Regions from separate parts of the Mus musculus genome. Here regions 1, 2, 4, 5, 6 and 7 are each linked to region 3. A link is a contact called in public Hi-C, HiChIP or PLAC-seq and Micro-C data. All regions are on one chromosome and are shown on one strand. The core of a region is the stretch at or near the end of the contact, and the rest is flanking DNA. Distances in the headings are between cores, read along the strand shown.

Region 1 (2,700 bases), core at 139-2,638, 330 kb before region 3:
TCAAAGGTGGAGGACCTCAGGTTTTTGTTTGTGGTTGGTGAAGACTTAGGTCTTTGTTTTGTTTTGTTTTGTTTTGTTTTGTTTTGTTTTGTTTTGGTTTGGTTTGGTTTGGTTTGGTTTGGTTTGATTTGATTTTTTGAGACAGGGTTTCTCTGTGTTGCTCTGGCTATTCCGAAACTCCTCTGTAGACCAGGCTGGCCTCGAACTTGGAGATCCAACTGCCTCTACCTCCCAAGTGCTGGGAATAAAGACATGTGCCACCACTGTCCTGCTGACTTAGGTTATTCCTAATGTGTCACTCTTCACAAGCTGACTGATTGTTTTGTATCATAGAGTTGGGTTCCCCTAGACCAAGGGGATAAAAGTAGGGGCAAATATCAGTAGACGGGACTCTTTAGAAGCCATGATCAAAGCTAACTCTATGCTTTTTCATGATATGCTCTTTGAAAATAAGTTTTAGATTTAATCAGTAGTGGAATGAATAGACTGAGGAATGGATGGATGGATGGACAGATGTAATGGTCCCCTTAGCTAAGATTCCAAATCCTTTTCTTTATGACAAAGCATAGTGTTCAGGGTTTGGTCTTATATCATGAAAGTTATATAACCTTGAAGGGACCATGTAGAATAAAATGGCCCACTTCATTCTAAAGGTAAGCCTTGGGGATGGTACAAGCTGTCAAACGTTAGACTACTCAGTAGTAAATTCAGGACTGCCATGACAGACTTCTCTTTCAATGTTTCTTCTCCAACAACATGAAAAAGTACTGTGTGCACTTGGCTCAGAATTCCTACCACCATTATACAGAGATAAAGAGGAAATATAACTTGTTGAAGTCCAAAACCATCTGGACTCACTGACCCAGACACCTCCTCTGCTTTGGTCCAAGGACCCATTGATTTTTGTCCATTCAGCAGATCCAGTCCCACTCCGGACACCAAATGTTGCCATGGGACTTTATTTAGAACAGGGTGCTCAATACCATGTTCCCTGGCATGTCTCAGAATGCTTTGCTGCTTTCAGGTATACCTGTCTATAAATCCACCCCTTGTCAGTCTAGGACTTTCTTAAGTGGATCTTTCCCTCTACTGAAACATCCCTGTGGATGCACCATAAACGTTGACATTTCTCCAGAGCAGGATGTTTTTGAAAAAATATTTTAGATGAATGCCAGGCCAGGCTTCACGAAATGTCATGGTGACTTTCCAAAGAGACCTGCCAGGAGCTAGGGTGAGTAAAAATAGCCACTGCTCTGTGTGGATGTGAAAAGAGTAAAGATCACAGAGAGAAGAGTTTATTTGTTTTTTAAATAATTATTTCTAAGTGGTTCTGGGCCTGCAGAATGCGTCAGACAGGCAGGCAGGCAGGCAAGCAGAAGCTCTATGTCTGACGCCAGAGGGAGAAGGCAGAGAAGGGCAGCAGATGGGAGAGAGGGGGATGGAGTCTCTGGTTCTAGCCCCAGCCAAGAATTTTATAAAGCTTGGAAAACCCCTCTTGGATAGCAAGCCTCAGTTTCTCCAGCTGGACTAGAATATGAGGGGAATAAAAGCAGCTAGGAAATAGTATGCAAATGGCTACATATAGAAAATGGGAAAAATACACACATTTTAAAAAACAGTGCAGACAGAGACTTGGGCAAAGAGAAGGCGAATTTTCATTCAAGGGGGAGATCAGCACCTCGGACAGATCCAGCCAACTGTGCTTTCCCCGAATGTTCAGTCAGGGTTGTCCCTTGATTTTACAGTCATAAGATATCTTCCAGGCAGCTAGATAAGCACAGAAGGTTGACATCTGACATCTGGACTCATCTTCTGGGTGATCTCTTTCTGGAATTATAATCCGTGGGCTAACTGAGATTCTGAGGCAGAAATTAGCTCCCCACTTCCTGTGGGGCTGAATACAGAAACCAACACTTGCCAAGCACTGGCCCTCCAGCATCAAATTAGCATATTAGTTAAAATACACATACATACACACCTACAGCATTGGTGATGAGGAGTTCCAGAGGCTGTAGTATCTCTTCACTCTCAGTTTGGGGAGGGGAAACCTTGATTCTCATAGACACCACTACCTGTCCTTTGGAATTCGTAAGAACGATGGTGCCTTACAGATATTTGGCTCAGGTCCACAGCATGCTCAGTGTATGGATCTAGACTCTGGAAGGGTGAAAAGAAACATTAAACATTTGCATGTTCCAGGCCGTAATAAATAACTAAACAATGTGGTTTAATTTCATTCTTAAGAGATAAATCTGGGGCTGGAGAGATGGCTTAGTGGTTAAGAGCACTGACTGCTTTTCCAAAGGTCCTGAGTTCAAATCCCAGCAACCACATGGTGGCTCACAACCATCCTTAATGAGATCCAACGCCCTCTTCTGGGGTGTCTGAAGACAGCTACAGTGTACTTACTTATAATCAATCAATCAATCAATCAATCAATCAATCTCTGGGCCGGAGCGAGCAGAGCCAGAGTAAGCAGGGCCAGAGAGAGAGAAGAGGTGCTGGAGAGAGGAAAAAAAGTGTCTGAAAACAGCTACAGTATACTTACACATAAATAATAAATAAATCTTTAAAAAAAAGAGAGATAACTCTGAAACAAGATTTGTCACTTCTCTCTTGCATAAGATTCTTTGATACATTTTCATTAATATTCTAGATAGCATACAAATTGGGTTCCAATATGTCACTTTGTACAGGCTT
Region 2 (2,851 bases), core at 346-2,845, 370 kb after region 3:
CTTGATTTCCTAATAGATTCTGCACAGAACATGGTCCTAACAGACACAGGCCCAAATATGTGCAGGTACTAGACAATGCCCCTTACAATGTATATCCATCAGGAAAATATAGTCTATATTTGGAAAAAAAGTTTTTTAAAAAAAAATTTATTTATTTATTTTATGTATGTGAGTACACTGTAGCTGTACAGATGGTTGTGAACCTTCATGTGGTTGTTGGGAATTGAATTTTTAGGACTTCTGCTCGCTCCAGTCAACACTGCTCACTCTGGTAGGCCTCACTTGCTCAGTCCCTGCTCTCTCCAGCCCAAAGATTCATTCATTATTATTCATAAGTACACTATAGCTGATTTCAGATGCACCAGAAGAGGGTGTCAGATCTCATTATGGGTGGTTGTGAGCCACCACGTTGTTGCTGGGATTTGAACTCAGGACCTTGGGAAGAGTAGTCAGTGCTCTTACCCGCTGAGCCATCTCACCAGCCCCTGAAAGAAAAGTTTAAAAAAAAAATATTTATTCACCTTTATTTTATGTGACTGTGTGAGTCCCTGCATGTATATATGTTCCTGCCTGGTACCCTCAGAGGTATGAAGAGGGTGTCTCATCTCCTTGAACTGGAGTTACAGGCAAAGCTATTGTTGTGGATGCTGGGAAATTAACTCTGGTCCTCTGTAAGAACAGCAAGTGCTTTTAGCCACTGAGCCATCTCTCCAGCAACACCCCTCCCCCCAACAAAAACCATTTTAAGAACACCCAGTGTGTCTTGAAATTGGAGATCATAACTCATTACAATCTATGGAACTAATTTCATGGATTTCTTATTTATAATACAAACTACTACTATAAGCTTCTTGGAATGTGTAGAGAGTGGAGGTGGGGGATATAAAAAAAAAGTTTAGGACATGGTCCTCTATGCTAGAAGCTGCAATCATCCCGAGGAGATGATTCATACATTTTTTAAAAAATTACTAGTATAAGGTACTAGTCTGATGACATGCTCACATGAGTGGAAAAAAATGGACCACTGGAAATGAAGAGTAAGCCATGTGGCTGAATGCTGGGGTTCGTAAATCAGATGACCTCCACGAAGTCGCAGCTCCTCCACTTCCTAGCAGTGTGACAAGTTACTTAAGTTTGCTAAAGCACTTAGAACAGCTCTAAACATTTCGGTGACCTGGAAGTATTCTCTACCATTGCCATAACTATTCAGCCACCATTTCAAGGATGGATGGCACATGAGCACAGAAGAATGTGAGGGAATCATAATGGATAATTCGCGCCAAAGCCGCTCAAGTTATAAGTTTGTAAATTTGTAAGTTTGTTGGCATCTACTAGGCAGGGGTTGAAGAAGGCAACAAGGCCTATTCTACCCAGAGTCAGGTCCACACGGCTCCCCGCCACGCTAGATGCCCGTGCCTGTCTTTAGGGGGCGCTGCCGCTTAGCCGCCGCGGCTGGCCCAGAGCGCGTCCCCGCCCCACGCGTGCGCGCCGCCCAGGTGAGGAGGCGGCTGGGCCGGGGTTGGGCGGGCTCATCGGCGGGGCGGAGCCCGAGCGGCCGGGGCGGGGCGGGGCGGGGCCCAGCGGGACCCAGGCTAGAGGCGGGACCAGCCGCCGCCGTCTCCGTCTCGCCACCACGGCCCCCACACAACCCGCAGCCACCGCGGGAGGAGCGGAAGCCGCCGGCCTCGCCCGTTCAGAGCCGCGCCGGCTGGAGCTCTGAGGAGTGGCGGCCGTCTCTCTCGCTCTCTCTCTCTCTCCGGCCCGACCCCGCCCAAAGGTGCCGAGCACCCCCGCCCCAACCCGAGCGCTCCCACCTGAGCCGGCGCCATGGCGGAGCAGGAGAGCCTTGAGTTCGGCAAGGCGGACTTCGTGCTGATGGACACCGTCTCCATGCCCGAGTTCATGGCCAACCTTAGGCTCAGGTGAGCGCGTCTCGACAGCCATGCCGGGGTTTCCCGAGAGGGGGCGCTGCTGAGGATTCGGGGTGACCGGGGCGAGCAGCTCCCGCGAGTGAGTGCGGCGGGGTGACAGGGGGTCCGCGGCGCTGGGTGGTCACGCCTCCCAGAGAGAGGACTCTTCCTTGGTGCGGCCTTGGGACTCCAGGGTGTGATGAGGTCTAGGACTGCACTTTAGGGGTCTGGGGTCGTCCCTGTGTGGTGTCTTGATTAGGGGCATGCTGGGCTTGAGGTCGCTTAGGGGTGCACCAGCCCGCCCTGAGCCAGGTAAATGATGTGGGCGGGACCGGGTGACTTAATGGAACAAAAGTAAGGGAAAAGAAAAACTTAGGAGCGGCGTGATGGCCCTGGCAGCCCCAGGAAAACTGGAAGGTTGTTTTAAAAGAGCCTGGCATCTATCTCCTGCTTTCACGCTCGATTTTCTTTTCTCGTTTCTTTCCTTCCTCTTCTTCTTCTTCTTTTTTTTTTCTCTTTTCTTTCTTTCTGGCGTGGTTCCATCCTACCATTCAGGATGCTATGGAGTGAACCCTAAGCTGTCTGTTCCGGGACACGGGCTATTTTTTAGTTACTCATTCGACGTAATTAGACCCGTTTCCAGACATCGAAGAGACTGCTGTACTTGCCAGTGCCAAGATAAACTGTCTGAATTTGACAAGGCGTCCATGGTTTCAGTTTTTTCAAGGAGTTATGTATGGATGGAGCCTTTGTGTTACTGACATCTTTGAGAATTTAGTTACAACACAATGCCCCAAAATGGGCTTCCAAGAGGAACTTATTTTAGAAAGTCTTCTATACGTAATTATTTCATTTTCAAACAGTAATATGTAATCTGAGTATTAAAGTGTTTTGACTTTAAAAAAAAACTGAAACGGAGTTTCAGCTTGAAGCGTGTGCTT
Region 3 (2,807 bases), core at 140-2,639:
AGTCCATCCTGCCACAAGTCCTGTAAGTTTTCCCAGTAACTGGTCACATAGCCCTTCCTAAAAGAAATTCATACACATGCAAATCGGAAACTATACTCATTCATACCCACAGCCAAGGATGTGCACACATAGAACATACAGCCCATCACAGGCACTCGTCTACTTATGACACATCCAGCAGCCGCAGCACATCAACCCACAGGCAGCTTCACGAATTGAAGACTTGGCACAAACGCCGGTTCACATATAAACAGTTCACATCCTACACACACCCCTGCACGACACCGCACTCACACTTGCTCAAGTGCCCACGCTGCACAGTCCCATCTCTCTCCAGCCCATTTCACACGCCCAGGCATCCCTTCACATTTCTTTGCACACGGCTTGCACATAAACACAGCATTCTTACTACTCTCCATCTCTTCCACAAGCCGGTACAACCGACCACATCTGTGCTGCCCCCAACCCCCCCCCCCCGCCCCAACATCCCCTGCAACTTCAACAAGAGGCTTCCCGCTTGGTGTGCAGCGGCCACAGTGGCCAGGAATTAAAATGCAGCAAGGAGGAGCCGGGAGCGTCAGAACCGCGTCTCCAGGAGCGCACAGCGCTCGCCTCGGCCGCCGCCGCCCCGCCCGCCCGGAGCCGCGGGGCCAGCGAGCGCAGTAGCAGGTGCTCAGAGCCCAGCAGCGCCAGCCGCGCCAGCCTCGCGCGGCTGCTGCCCAAGTTCGCCCGGGGCCCGAGGAGGGCCGGGCTACCGAGAGAGGAGAGCAGCCGCCGCCACTGTCACCGCCATCGTGGACTTGGAGTCTTGAGAGGAGACGGGCCCACCGGAGCTGCGAGCTTCGATGAGCAGCGAGTCCGGATCAGCCTCAGGAGGTGTTGCTTGGGCTCCGCAGTTCCCAGCTCCCGTCTCCCAGAGAGAATAAGAGGCAAGGAACAGCATAGCCGGGTTTTTCTAAAGACGATCCGTGCCGAGAGGAAAAGCGATAGTTTCCCAGCACCAGCAACCTTGGAGGGGCCCAGCAGCGAGCAGCTTTCCGCAGGACGCCTTGAGAAGCCCCCGCCCCAGACGACAGTAGACACCCCGCGGGACTCAGGACTTGGGGAAGCCTGGGAGCGTCTCAGCAGAAAGCAGCTCCGGCAGCCGTGAGAAAGAAGGGTCCTGGAGGAAAGGGAAGGTGCAAGTCGCCACTCGGCGACCACTCACCCCAGTACACACCCACCCCACCCGCCGAGCCTGGAGCCGCGGAGTGCCTCTGGGGGCGCTCGTTCCTTGGCGCCTTCCCTCGCATGTCCCAGCACCACTGGGCTAAGGGCCAGACTAGTGGGGTCCCCGGGACTGGCCAAACCAGGCATGGTGGCCCAGTGGTCTCTCTCTCAGGATCAGCGTAAAAACTGGGGTTAGTCCGTGCAGGGGGGACTCATCTCAGGGTCCCCCGAGGTCCAGGACCAGGATAGGTCGGCGGGCACAGAGCCCAGGGATTGGAGAGGCGGCTCCCAATGGGGCCCCTCCGGAGGTAGTGCCCAGTGACTCTCGTCCTTCTGGAAGACTCGGGGCCAGCAGAGCCTGGGGGTGGGGGGTAGTTAGGAGAGGCCAGAGCTAGGGGCGGCGGGCCGAGGCGGCACTCAGTCCCGGGCGAGCGCCCGCGGAGGCGGCGGCGGCGACGCCGGGAGGGCATGCCGCGCCACCGGAGCTCCTGTCGGGAGCAGGCTTCCCTGGCACAAGCTGCGCGCGGCTGCTGCTGCTCCCACTGCTGCTGCGGACTCCCATGGCGGCTCCGCCCGGCCGGGGCCGCCGCCGCTGTCGCCAGCCTCGGGCTGAATGAATGAGCCGGAGCGGCGGAGCCCGGCTGCCGGCGACCGCGCTCAGCGGCCCGGGACGCTTCCGTATGGCCCGCGAGCAGCCGGCGCCCGCGGCGGTGGCGGCAGCTAGGCAGCCCGGGGGCGACCGGAGCGGCGATCGGGAGCTGCAGGGGCCAGGGGTCGCCCGCAGGGGGCGGCCGTCCCTGAGTCGCACTAAATTGCACGGGCTGCGGCACATGTGCGCGGGGCGCACGGCGGCGGGAGGCTCTTTCCAGCGGCGGGCGCTGTGGGTGCTGGCCTTCTGCACGTCCCTTGGCTTGCTGTTGTCCTGGTCCTCGAACCGCCTGCTCTACTGGCTCAGTTTCCCGTCACACACGCGAGTGCACCGCGAGTGGAGCCGCCAGCTGCCGTTCCCCGCTGTCACCGTGTGCAACAACAACCCCCTGCGCTTCCCGCGCCTCTCCAAGGGGGACCTCTACTACGCGGGCCACTGGCTAGGACTGCTGCTGCCCAACCGCACCGCGCGCCCGCTGGTCAGCGAGCTGCTGCGGGGCGACGAGCCGCGCAGACAGTGGTTCCGCAAGCTGGCCGACTTCCGCCTCTTCCTGCCGCCGCGCCACTTCGAGGGCATCAGCGCTGCCTTCATGGACCGTCTGGGCCACCAGCTGGAGGACATGCTGCTCTCCTGCAAGTACCGGGGCGAGCTCTGTGGCCCGCACAACTTCTCCTCAGTGAGTTGCCCTCCGCGCGAACCCGCCCTTTCTGACCCCGCGCTTCCCAGGAGTCCTGAGGCTCTTAGGTGGGCCCCAGGGACTGGACACCAGGCCCCTGTGAGTGTCACTACTTCCTGACTGGGTGTCACCTCTCCTCAGTGCCCAGGAAGAAGCCACTCTCGAATCCCCTGAGTCTTCAGGTGGTGGGAAACTTGGGCTTGGCTCTGTCTAGGAAGTCATCTTAATGCTGTTAGCGTCTCCTTGTACAGTTCCTTCCGGTGTCAGCTCTCA
Region 4 (2,868 bases), core at 170-2,669, 280 kb after region 3:
ATAATGTTTAAGACACTGTATTACCTTACGGCTCTATAAGGTCTCACATGGGCTTCATTGCACTACGGTGACAGCAGGATTGCATTTCCCTCGGGAAACTCCAGGGGAGGGTCCACTTCCTTACCTTGTCCAGCCACTATAGACCCACCACTGTTCCTTGACTGGTACCTTGACCCCTTCCCACTTCTTTCAAGATAGCTGGAACGATTAAGTCTTCTCATATCACATAATCTTCCATAGTCACATTTCCTCCAGCCCTGACCTCGCCTACTCTTCCCCTTTAAAGGCTCCTATGGGCCCACCAGGTTGTCCAGACAATCTGCTCCATTACAAGGTTATCCCCTCCAGCACATCTGCAAAGCCTCTTTCCTATGTAGAGCCACATAGGGATCAGGATGCAAGTATTTTCATGGGTGATTATTCTGCCTACTGGAGCTCATGGCCTAATGTTCTTGTTTTCCAAATGAACAGACCCAACTTGGGTTAGGGGAGACTGACCTGGGATCACCCACAGAATGAATGACTGTGCTAAGATGTACTCCTTAGCTGCTGGGCTCACAACTCTATTTGTAGATCTATAACGTTGACTCACTTAAAGCAAGAAGAGCCAAAAGTGATCTTTCTCCCAAGACTTGGCCAGGCCATAGTCGTCTATGAGATAAACTCACCCATCACTTCAGCCAACTGGAAAGTGTCCCACTGGTGGCAAGACCAGCAAATGTGGAAGGATGGGGGGTCTGGAGGCTGACCTCAGACTCTCCCATCAGGGACAGGGACAAAGGGAAGTGTCTATTTGTGTATGTAGGATCCTATCTGATGCCTCTGCTTTCTTCCAATTTGACAACTTCAGACATTTTAAAAATTAACAACTGAAGATGATATTTGAACTGCTTCAGTAGATTTCTAGCTTCCTTCCAAGAGCGATAAATTAGAAATAGGACTCATTTTTTGTGATGGGCCAAAGAGTGTTTAGACACATTTGTATAGCTTTGGGGCTCACATATCTATGTATTTCTTCCTATTTGGGGTTTCCAGCTTTGTTCAGCTTAGGGTATGTCTATGTACTTAGCCTGTTTAAATGTTCACACACACACACACTACAAAAGAACAAACTAATAACCAGTATCAATTAGTCCATGGTTAACAGAAGATAGTCTAACTTCCAGAGAGTGGTGGTCTGTTTTTCTTGCCGTCATTACAAATAAGTATTCATACAGACGTTTTTTAGAGTGATGATTGGGAGGGGTCATGGGTGCAGAGGTCACTCGGGCACATGTCACAAGCTAAACGATCACCAAAGATGACACATAGGCTTGGAGTTGAGAACAGTCACGTGGCCATACCTCAAGGTGACGCTCAGTGGCCTTGGAGGCTGGGATAAACTGATTGATGAGTGGCCCCAGGCCTCACAGGCAGTCCAGCAGGCTGCTGTGGTCAGTGGAGCGAAAGAACCAAGTCCTTCTGCGAGCATCCGAGCTCTGCCAGCAACTGAGCTGGCTGCGCACAGGCTGTTGCTTTGTTGTTTTTGGCAAAGACGCCAGAGTTATTTTATTTTCCTCTCTCCAGCTTGAAGCTATTTTTGTGAATGTTTTAACTGTGAACGTGCCTTGAGAGTAGCTTCCAGCACCACACGCACTGATGGGACTGGAGGCTCTGGCTCTTAGTAAGCTAGAGGTGGCCACTGGGAGCCCAGCACCCACAGGGGTGAGCTTGCCAGGTGACATGCCCCTTCCAGGAAGCTTGGCTCAGCCCACTTGAACAGAGGGACCCAAGGAGAAGGAAGCCAGGAGACTTTCTTCCTTCACAGACTCAGAGTCTTCCATTCCTGGAATTGTACAGCCAAGGGGCTCCTTCAGGCCTCGGTGACTGAACTTCCCGGTTACAGAGGAGAAAGGGGGTTCAGAGAGGCCAAAGAATTCCTTCTGCAGGAGGGTTCATCCAGCCCCGACCCACATACAGTGGGGCAGTCCCCATATTGCATTAGGAAAGCTTCCTGGCAGAGGTGGAGAAGGGAACAGGAGAAAAATAAAAAGCAAATAGCCAAAATATGAAGAACACAGATCCACTATTCATCCCCTCGACTGTTGTGTGCCAGGCATTTGCCCTCACATGGAGTTTACAGTCTGAGTGGAAATACTAACAAGTATACAGATGGATTGGGGTCCCAGTTGAAGGGGCATGAAAAGAGGTGTAAGGTGGGTCCAGGAGGTTAGAATAGGCAGAGTTTAGGGGGACTGGACAAGGTCAAGGAAACCCAAGAAAAGACATGATAGAGGAAAATGAAGTCATGTGTACACATACACACACATATACACGTACACACATACATACACACACATATACACGTACACACATATACATGTACACACATACATACACACACATAGAAAACACATATACATGCACACACATATATACACACATACATGCACACGTGCACACATGCAGAGAGAGAGAGAATGAGAGAGAGAGTACAAAGGTCCATAAGAGACTTTTTCCAAGGTTTCTTCATTACTATTTGTTTCCTGTAACATATTGATTTTTAATCTTGTTTCGATCACAAACCCATTTTAGAACAAAGTGGAAACGATGAATCCTTCCCCACCACCCCACCCAGGAATGATGTTCATAACCATGGGGACAGGCATTAGGTTGCCAGTCAGTGACCCTCCATGGCCCCACTGATGCTGGCCATGCCCTAGAGAGTGCTGACTAATCTCCTAAAGAGCCCACACCAGCACACAAAGAGCGATTGATGTTTCTTCTCCCTAAATGGCACAATGACAGTCATTTTTTCAATTTGCAGAAGGGAAAAAAAAGATAGGATTTGATCAATTTCAATTTTTTTCCTCCTTAATTTTTTTTTTA
Region 5 (2,944 bases), core at 265-2,764, 360 kb before region 3:
CTTCACATGTGGCAAGCTCCTTACGTTTTTAGGGTGTTATACATTATTTTATGTGGTTATCTCAAACACCATGAAGAGGGGGGGATACAGGAGAGGCACCAGAGTTGGGTAGGGCTGTGCTAAACACCTAAGCAGGAGGTCACCTAAGCAGGAGGTCACACTGCTTAGGTAGTGCTGAAGCAGAACACAGGATTTAGAAAGCCTTTTTTTTCCCCCCTGACTCAAAGCAGGGGAAGAGGCTAGAGAACTTTTCATCTCATTCAATCCTCTGGCTTCCCCCTCTCCAGGAATAATAATAGCAAGGGTCTCATTCACTAAATAAAGCTTAAGGCCTGAAGTCTTTTGCAGTCTAACACCTTCATTCTATACTTGCTGAGCCCCCTGGAACCAAAGGTATTATTTTCCTTTTTCCACTCCAGAAAGGCCACCAAGATAAACCCTTGCCAAGGATATCTGACTAGGAACTGGCAGGGTTGGGATTTAGTTCTTACTTTTAGAGTTTCGGTGTTTGCAGGGCTAGGTATGAAACATGGGTCTTCATATACACCAAGACAGTCACCACGGAGCCCTATCACAAGGCTCCATTCCCAGCCTCTTAGACACCAGCTTCTGACCGCCTTCAGCCTTATCAGTCTATGTTCTAGCTCCCAGCATGTGGTCTTACTCTTCCTAGTCACTGCACGGCATCACTGGAGGCATGCATGGGAGAATTTATGAAGTCATATGTCCTTTCTCCATGGATGGCATTTCCCCTGGCTGCCAAGGGGGCAGTCTCCCTGAGGGCAGGGAGAAGATTCACCAGCCATCAGCATCACACCTTGAATTAGCCCCAGAGCTGACAGATGACTGGCCCCAGATCTCTCTACATGTGTCAGCAAGAAAGGAAGTAGCAGAAAGAAACTTTCAAGCTGTGGTTGACAACATGAGCTCTGGATCTGGGTTGTTCTGGGATCTACTCTACCTCATATGCCCAATTTCATACCAGACAGGAGCCTTTCTGAACCTGCTCACTCCACTGTAAGCTAGAGGAAAGGAGAGGAGCTACCCAAGGGGCTACTAGGAGCTTGACACCCCACCATGACATGACTGCTCCTCAGTGTGTTCACTATGGCTAATGAAACTGTACAGGAGTTTAAAGTGGACCCCAGAGTACTAGACTCTGCTTACATTGCCCAGCCAGCACTCCCAGAAAGACTCCAGCAGGACCACACATCCCTTTCTTCTTTCTTGCCTCACATCAGACCCTGAGAGCATCCTCTGCCTTCCTCCACATTTTTTACTTTCTGATCCTGTTGTTTTAAGACCTAAATACTAGATAGACCCACTACCCCATATTCCAGTTCCTGCTGGAAGCCAGTTGGACCTAGGGTAACAGGAACGTTGGTTGGCAGCTTCCTCATTTCCCAGATGGACAAGCAGATGAGGCCCTTCTATTATGGGATGAGTTAATGAGTCCTGCGCATGCACAACACATATGCACACGTGTGCGTGCACACTGTTCTGGGAATTCTGCCACGCCCTGCCAGAATGATGTGTCCCCATCTGCCTCACAATACCACCGTTCCCAGAACGGTCTGTGCAGGAGAACGGAGGCTGTATCTTCGGACCCACTCTTTTGCCATGCCCCTTTTATTTTTCTAATTCCTGACACGAAGCAGCCCTTTGCAAGAAGGAGCAGAACCAGACCCCAAATATGGACGTGACTATAACTGAAGCATATGGTTTATACTTTCATCTTCCCCTCTGCAGTAGCCTGTGGCTCCTGGAGTCCTAGTTCCATCTTATACCAGTTTGGGCTCTAGAGGAAGGAAAGACAGATGCCTCCCACCCACAATTTCCATGCGAGCTGAGCTGGAAGACCCCTGAGGTTACAATACCACTCTACCCACCCCAGAGGTCTATATGGAGAATACATCTGCTGAAAAGTTACAAGACCTGCTTTTAGGGAACTCTTGGGGTGGGAATTTCACACTCTGCCTGATAATAAATGCTTTCCTTTCTGTTCTCAGTACAAAAAAAAAAAAAAAACTTTAAAATTTTTTTGAAATAATTATAGACTCACAAGAAGTTGCAAAAATTAACAGAGTAGTCCCATATACTTATCACTCAGCTTCTCGAATCATTTTACACAATGTGTTATATTATCAAGAGCAGGAAATTGACATCAGCACAATGCACTTAACTTAACCAATACAATTAACTTGATTATAGACTTTACTCAAATGTCACCCACTCTGTGTATGTGTGTGTGTGTGTGTGTGTGTGTGTGCATACACATGCTCGAAGTTCTATAAAATTTTTATTAGATCTAGAGGGTTTTTAAATTTTTGAGACACTTTCAGATTTATATACAGCTGTTAAAAAAAAAAAAGACAGATCCTGTATGTCTCATTCCCTCTTAGTAATGTCTTTCAAGGTTGTACTGTGACCAAGACATCCCTGCAGGAAGCACACATCACAGCACTGCAGGGGGAGACATTGCATCCCCACAGGAGGCACACACACCACCATCTCCCGGATCCCTGCTCTCTTTTTCAGTAGCTACACCTACGACCCTGCTGTCCACCAACTAGTCACGCAGACTGATTCCTACCGCTTAATTCACTATCTTGAAGCTGTTTAAACTGCACTAGTTGCTGTGCCTATTTTAGAATAATTTATCCTTATCTATAAAAATCTTTCTTGGGTTTTACTAGGAATTGCAGTAATCTCAAAGAAATCAATTAGAGTGAAAAACTGATATGCTTAATCCATCAATCTGTGAACATGGCTACATATCCCCATTTAGTAAGATGTTTGCTTCATTTTTATAAAAATATGTCATTGAAAACATACAGACTCAGTGCATATTTGGACTATAAACACTTCGGGTTTTAGCAACCATAAATAATAATATTTTGTTTTTTTTTTTTATTTCACCTGATGATACTTTTAGTGCTGATTG
Region 6 (2,734 bases), core at 167-2,666, 420 kb before region 3:
AGATATTTAAAAACATTCAACCCATGAAACAGGAATTACATTGTTTGTTTTTTTTTTCTTTTAAAAAACAAAATTTCTCTTGCAAATTCTGAGTCAAAATACAGAATTCTACAAACACACACATGCACAGATGCACACACACATGTACACACATGCATACACACACACAGGTACACATGCAGACACGTACACACACACACACACAGAGTCAAACACAGCAGTGGAAAGTTGGCTCAGCAGTTAAGAACACTTGCTCTTGAAGAGAGCCTGGGTTTGGCTCTCAGAATCCATAAAGATGCTCACACTTATCTAAAACTCCAGTTCTAGATGGTCCAAGATCTTCTCCTCCTGACTTCTTCAGGCACCAGGTACACATATGGTGTACAAATACCCACGGGATAAACTCTAATACACATAAAATAAAGCAAATAAGTGTAAAACTATCTTTAAAGTTAGTAAATGAAATGATAAGAGAATGGAAAGAACAGGAAAAGAGAATAAATTAGAAAGTACTTCAGAGGATGAAAAGTCTAATCCAGTCTAGTCTAGAGCTGAGAATCTTATCAAAACACTAGTCAGAAAAAAAAAAAAACTAAAACAGAATAGTATAGATTTTCAGACTTATGGGATCTATTTATGCCCAGCATAATAAATAAAATCATTATGAAATTTCATAGTGAACTAAAATTAAAAATACCAAAAACTACCAGAGAGAAACATAAAACCACATACACACACACACACACACACACACACACACACACACACACACACACAGAGAGAGAGAGAGAGAGAGAGAGAGAGAGAGGTCACAAAGACACTGAGGTTATCAACAATAGTTGTCTCCCGAGCTAGAGAACATTAGGGAAATGCCTTTGAAATCTGGGGAGGGAAGCACTGTGCCCAAATTTCTATGCATGGGTAAGACAAAGGCAGTAAATAAATAAAAAGAATGCCACAATATGGGTCGTTTTCTTCAGAGGTGACTGGGATATTGAACCTTCATTTAATGAGATGCTACAATGAAGAAAAAGAGAGACGAAGCCAAGGGATATTTTATACACACACACACACACACACACACACACACACACACACACACACACAAAACACACGCGCGCGCACGTGTATGTGTGTTTATATAATTATTTATATATTATATATAAAAGTATACTTTGTTTTCATTATATATGTATAACATATATAGTATATAATAAATATACATATATAATAAAAGCATCTCAAAAAACCCTGATTTCTGCTTTCATGTGTGCCTCTGTGTGTGTGTGTGTGTGTGTGTGTGTGCGCGCGCGCGCGCGCGCGCACGCTCGCGCGTGCTCGCACATGCGTGTACTCGTGTCATTCCTGCCTCTGTGATGCTAAAGGTTGAACCCAGAGCTTTGTGCATGTTAAGAAGCCCTTAGGGGAATTCATGTGAAGATGAGTGAAGGCAGGTGTGAGTGAATGCAACAAAAGGAATCATGGCTGCCAAAGTGTTTGAGTCCATCGGAAAGTTCGGCTTGGCTCTAGCAGTTGCAGGAGGCGTGGTGAGCTCTGCTTTATATAACGTGGATGCTGGGCACAGAGCTGTCATCTTTGACCGATTCCATGGAGTACAGGACATTGTGGTAGGGGAAGGGACTCACTTTCTCATCCCTTGGGTACAGAAACCAGTTATATTTGACTGTCGCTCTCAACCACGGAATATACCAGTCATCACTGGTAGCAAAGATTTGCAGAACGTCAACATCACACTGCGTATCCTCTTCCGGCCCGTAGCCAGCCAGCTTCCTCATATCTACACCAACATTGGCCAGGACTATGATGAGCGGGTGCTGCCATCTATCACCTCAGAGATCCTCAAGTCGGTGGTGGCTCGCTTCGATGCTGGAGAATTGATTACCCAGCGAGAACTGGTCTCCAGGCAGGTGAGCGATGACCTCACAGAGCGAGCAGCCACATTTGGGCTCATCCTAGATGACGTGTCCCTGACACATCTGACCTTTGGGAAGGAGTTCACAGAGGCGGTGGAAGCCAAACAGGTGGCTCAGCAGGAAGCGGAGACAGCCAGATTTGTGGTGGAAAAGGCTGAGCAGCAGAAGGTGGCAGCCATCATTTCTGCTGAGGGGGACGCTAAGGCGGCAGAGCTGATCGCCAACTCGCTGGCCACAGCAGGCGATGGCCTGATCGAGCTGCGCAAGCTGGAGGCTGCTGAGGACATTGCGTACCAACTCTCCCGCTCTCAGAATGTCACCTACCTGCCAGTGGGGCAGACTGTGCCCCTCAAGCTTCCCTAGTGAGGCCTCCCCTGCTTCACCTTCTCCGGCCAATCAGCCCATAGTCTCCAACATTTTGAACAATGCCTTCCTTCTACCCCACCCCGGAAAGCACTGTGAAATTTAATGATAGGCTTAAAGTGAAGGAAATAAAAATAAAATCACTTCAGGACACACACACACACTATCTATCTATCTATCTATCTATCTATCTATCTATCTATACATATATGTATATATATATACACACACTATATATATACACATACATACACACTGTGTGTAAGTATGTGTGTGTATGTATATAGTGTGTATGTATGTATGTGTATATATATATATACATATATGTGTAGATAGATAGATAGATACACACACACACACACATACACACACACACATTTAGTGCCTTCTGCCATTGGACTATATCCCCAGCCCCTTAAGCAAAAAAGCTAAGGAGG
Region 7 (2,732 bases), core at 38-2,537, 300 kb before region 3:
GCGAAGAAAATTCAAGAGAAAAAAGGAGAGGAGGGAACCAGAGAGGAGGAAAGGGGAGGGAAGGGGAGGAGAGGGGAGGAGAGGAAAGGAAAGGAGAGGCAAGCGGAGACAAGAGGAGACAAGAGGTGAGGTGGGCATGGCATGTCTTTCCAGGTGCACCCCCAGTGACTCACTCCCTTCAACTAGCTAGGCACCGTCTCTACTTATCTATCACCATCTCTCAAAAGAGTACCACTAGATAGGGTCTAAGGCTGTGTAGAGACAAGTCCTAGCACCTCCTCTCTATAGAAGCTCCTATGAGAGAAACTCTTCACGAGAAGAACAAGTAGAGGTTTTGAAATCAGGCCATCTTGCTCTGCCTGATTAACCACTAGGTTCCCTCTGTGGCTATGGGCATTTCTGTCTTTGGCCACTTCCTCAGACACTGCCTTCAGCCTGCAGAGCCTGGCTTCCCTCCAGAAAACTGGAAGCTAGTGATCCAACAGGCTTCCTCCGCCTGGCCTGGCCACAGCGCTACATTTCCTAGAAACTCCTGTAACCAGGTAGGGTCTTGTGACCACATTCTTCTAGCTGAGAGATTTAAGCCGCTTTTAGATCTGGCTACAAAATAATGTCCCTATGGCCTTCCTTCCTTCTTGCTCCTGTCTGTCTACTGCCAGTGGACCTTTTAGCATCCCAGATTACTAAACAAACGGTCTTCTAGCCTCTCTTCCATCTTTAATAATGCCATATGGAGCTTATGTAATATGGGGTAATAATTTCTGCTGGGTTAAATGACTGAGTTCATCTTTTACAGCAGTTAGCTTTGTACTTTAATGGGGAACCCATGTGGAAAGGGCAGGGGGAGGATCTAGAATCCAATTCCATATTTTTCTTATTGGGCACAATCCCACAGAGAACTAAGGTCCTCCTCTGGGTTTAGACATATGCCTGGCCCCTCATCTGCTCTAATTTCTCTATACTTCTTTTCTTCCCTTTTCTTTGCCCTTTCTCCTAGAGTCCCCTCATCTGATCAGATTTGCCAATTTCCAGGCACAGGGAGGAAGTGGTGCCTGTGGTGACCTCCAGAGAGTGCCTCTCCTCAAGGCTGCCATTGGCTGTCTACTGTGTAGGCTCCTCTGCACCTGATTCTGCCTTTGTGTTAGGATCAGGGGTCTTCCATGCTCTGCTCAATCAGATGTGTCCTGGAGGCAGGGTCAGGCTCATCACCCTGGGGAGGGAGGAGTGGAGAGTGGCTGACAACTCCCTTCTGCTCCTAGATTCATGGGAAACCTCATATAAACACTCCCTACATCTCCACAGCCACCCGCTGCTAATGCTGCCTCCTCTCAGGCTCCAGGTGCACACTGACTGGGCCCCCTGTGGATATATGGTGTCCCTGTTGTCATGACAACCAGCCAGAGAGACTGATGGGCAAGTGTAACTTCATTGCTGCAGGGAGGGCAGAGAACAACAGGGCACACGGGGGGAGGGGGCATTTAGAAGTGTGGAAATACAGAAGCAGGAAGAAAGCTGTAGGGATTTCTACATGCTGTGTTCATACCGCCTGTCCTGTCTTTGGAGAGAGTATCTTTCTCTGCAAAGCCAAGACTCTGGCCTTCCTCTCTGAGCACTTCAAGGATTTAAGAGTGGGCTCTGGGAAGAAAGCATTGAGGAGAAACATAAGGCAGTAGTAAGTGAGTAGCATTTATCAGATGTTTCACAAATCCAGGGTTAGCCCTTACTGCTAGGGTGATGGCAGAATGTCAAAGGAATTCCACGAACAGGCAGAGGAACCAGCACTTGCAAAGGCACTGGCACAGAAGACACCATGTTGTGAGCAATGATAAGTGGGAAGAGGTGAGACAAAGAGAGGTCTCTGGGCAGGAGGTGAAGGTCACAGAGGGTCTTAGATTCTGAGTGCCTCTGGGACAACTCTCTCTGAAGTGAGCTATGGTTTGACTTGGCTATGAATTTTTGAGGTCCCCATGCAGAGATCAGATGGCATCAAAGTGGAAAAAATGGGATGCAGAGGTGCCAGAGAGGGATGCTGAAGCTGAGTGTGTGCTCAGTGTGTGAGTGTGTGCTGAGTGTGTGCTGAGTGTGTGCTGAGTGTGGGCTGAGTGTGTGCTAGGAGGACCCCACTAGGAGAGAAGGAAATGAGAACAGAAAGCAGAGAGATCTTGGCATCTCAAAAAAATAGCAGACACTGGAAAGGATGGTTCTAGGCTGTCTTTGCTGGAAGTATAGTGTAGAAGAGAAAGGAAGCCATCAAGAAAACACCTCCATAGCATGGTCAAGCTTTCTGCATGGGCGGTAGGCTTCCCAGGGGCAGGATACCTATTTCTTCTTCTTGTGACTTATTTGAGATTCTGGGAAAAGTACTTGATTTGCAGCCACGTGGGCCCAGGATCTTCCTTGTGCTGCACACACCCAACTATGTGGCCAGCACAGCTACTCTGCACCTACTGGCTGTCATCCAGAGATGGGGGGTGCTTGTGCTAAGATCCGTGAGCTCTAGACCTTGTGACTTGAAGAACCACAGTGACCCGTTAATCTGGGAAATGCTGAGAGTAAGTCACCCTCACACCTGCTCTGAGATAGGCTAAACCCACCTCTCAGCAATGACCCCTCATCAGTCCCTTTTGTGTTCTTCCCCACTAGCTGTGGACCATGCATGCTTGGAGGAGGGGTGATGGAGGGTAACAACTCCAGAATGACCCTTCCTTTCATGCCTTGCTACCATTTTGTTC

Evidence for each region. A called contact is a pair of places that touch in the nucleus more often than the background predicts. HiChIP or PLAC-seq counts read pairs in DNA pulled down with a chosen protein or histone mark.
Region 1: a contact with region 3 is called in an H3K4me3 HiChIP or PLAC-seq map of forebrain, with 5 times the contacts expected there. The contact joins the enhancer-like site here to the promoter of Asic2 in region 3. A contact is called at or near these places in 1 of 484 Hi-C or Micro-C datasets (uterus), 4 of 115 datasets of contacts at active chromatin or transcription factors (embryonic basal ganglia, embryonic forebrain, embryonic stem cells and 1 more) and 1 of 9 other capture datasets (adipose tissue).
Region 2: a contact with region 3 is called in a Micro-C map of embryonic stem cells, with 6 times the contacts expected there. The contact joins the promoter of Myo1d here to the promoter of Asic2 in region 3. A contact is called at or near these places in 3 of 484 Hi-C or Micro-C datasets (all in embryonic stem cells), 2 of 115 datasets of contacts at active chromatin or transcription factors (embryonic stem cells and forebrain) and 1 of 9 other capture datasets (embryonic stem cells).
Region 4: a contact with region 3 is called in a Hi-C map of uterus, with 4 times the contacts expected there. The contact joins the enhancer-like site here to the promoter of Asic2 in region 3. A contact is called at or near these places in 1 of 39 promoter capture datasets (embryonic stem cells), 3 of 484 Hi-C or Micro-C datasets (cerebellar granule neurons, cerebral cortex and uterus), 10 of 115 datasets of contacts at active chromatin or transcription factors (VIP interneurons, embryonic forebrain, embryonic hindbrain and 4 more) and 1 of 9 other capture datasets (embryonic stem cells).
Region 5: a Hi-C map of cortical neurons shows a contact between it and region 3, with 3 times the contacts expected there. The contact joins the enhancer-like site here to the promoter of Asic2 in region 3. A contact is called at or near these places in 6 of 484 Hi-C or Micro-C datasets (cerebral cortex, cortical neurons, forebrain and 2 more) and 9 of 115 datasets of contacts at active chromatin or transcription factors (SST interneurons, embryonic forebrain, embryonic hindbrain and 6 more).
Region 6: a contact with region 3 is called in an H3K4me3 HiChIP or PLAC-seq map of forebrain, with 8 times the contacts expected there. The contact joins the promoter of 1700071K01Rik here to the promoter of Asic2 in region 3. A contact is called at or near these places in 2 of 484 Hi-C or Micro-C datasets (cortical neurons and nephron progenitors), 12 of 115 datasets of contacts at active chromatin or transcription factors (SST interneurons, VIP interneurons, embryonic basal ganglia and 7 more) and 1 of 9 other capture datasets (embryonic stem cells).
Region 7: an H3K4me3 HiChIP or PLAC-seq map of forebrain shows a contact between it and region 3, with 7 times the contacts expected there. The contact joins the enhancer-like site here to the promoter of Asic2 in region 3. A contact is called at or near these places in 15 of 484 Hi-C or Micro-C datasets (cerebellum, cerebral cortex, embryonic stem cells and 2 more) and 9 of 115 datasets of contacts at active chromatin or transcription factors (embryonic forebrain, embryonic hindbrain, embryonic midbrain and 5 more).

Annotation. Positions count from the first base shown.
Region 1 is chr11:81,485,454-81,488,153 of GRCm38.p6, reverse strand. It overlaps a transcript of Asic2 not described here. Among named protein-coding and RNA genes, the nearest start is that of 1700071K01Rik, 87 kb to the left of the region's middle. Within about 2 kb of position 1,388, at least 10 of the 459 cell types and tissues checked have an H3K27ac peak or open chromatin away from gene starts, as enhancers often do. A contact at or near this core is called in forebrain, where this site is marked.
Region 2 is chr11:80,778,769-80,781,619 of GRCm38.p6, reverse strand. It overlaps Myo1d (myosin ID), which reads left to right and starts at 1,595. Exons shown (of 22, transcript NM_177390.3): 1 at 1,595-1,922. The coding sequence starts at 1,828.
Region 3 is chr11:81,151,485-81,154,291 of GRCm38.p6, reverse strand. It overlaps Asic2 (acid-sensing (proton-gated) ion channel 2), which reads left to right and starts at 1,389. Exons shown (of 10, transcript NM_007384.3): 1 at 1,389-2,534. The coding sequence starts at 1,827. Gm51910 (a long non-coding RNA gene) reads right to left here. Exons shown (of 3, transcript XR_003949744.1): 3 at 2,559-2,807.
Region 4 is chr11:80,876,037-80,878,904 of GRCm38.p6, reverse strand. No RefSeq gene overlaps it. Among named protein-coding and RNA genes, the nearest start is that of Spaca3, 19 kb to the right of the region's middle. Within about 2 kb of position 1,419, at least 67 of the 459 cell types and tissues checked have an H3K27ac peak or open chromatin away from gene starts, as enhancers often do. A contact at or near this core is called in VIP interneurons, cerebellar granule neurons, cerebral cortex and 2 more, where this site is marked.
Region 5 is chr11:81,511,156-81,514,099 of GRCm38.p6, reverse strand. It overlaps a transcript of Asic2 not described here. Among named protein-coding and RNA genes, the nearest start is that of 1700071K01Rik, 61 kb to the left of the region's middle. Within about 2 kb of position 1,514, at least 16 of the 459 cell types and tissues checked have an H3K27ac peak or open chromatin away from gene starts, as enhancers often do. A contact at or near this core is called in cortical neurons and ventral hippocampal neurons, where this site is marked.
Region 6 is chr11:81,572,221-81,574,954 of GRCm38.p6, reverse strand. 1700071K01Rik (RIKEN cDNA 1700071K01 gene) reads left to right here and starts at 1,416. Exons shown (of 1, transcript NM_001033765.2): 1 at 1,416-2,453. The coding sequence starts at 1,482. The coding sequence ends at 2,297. It also overlaps a transcript of Asic2 not described here.
Region 7 is chr11:81,452,841-81,455,572 of GRCm38.p6, reverse strand. It overlaps a transcript of Asic2 not described here. Among named protein-coding and RNA genes, the nearest start is that of 1700071K01Rik, 120 kb to the left of the region's middle. Within about 2 kb of position 1,287, at least 26 of the 459 cell types and tissues checked have an H3K27ac peak or open chromatin away from gene starts, as enhancers often do.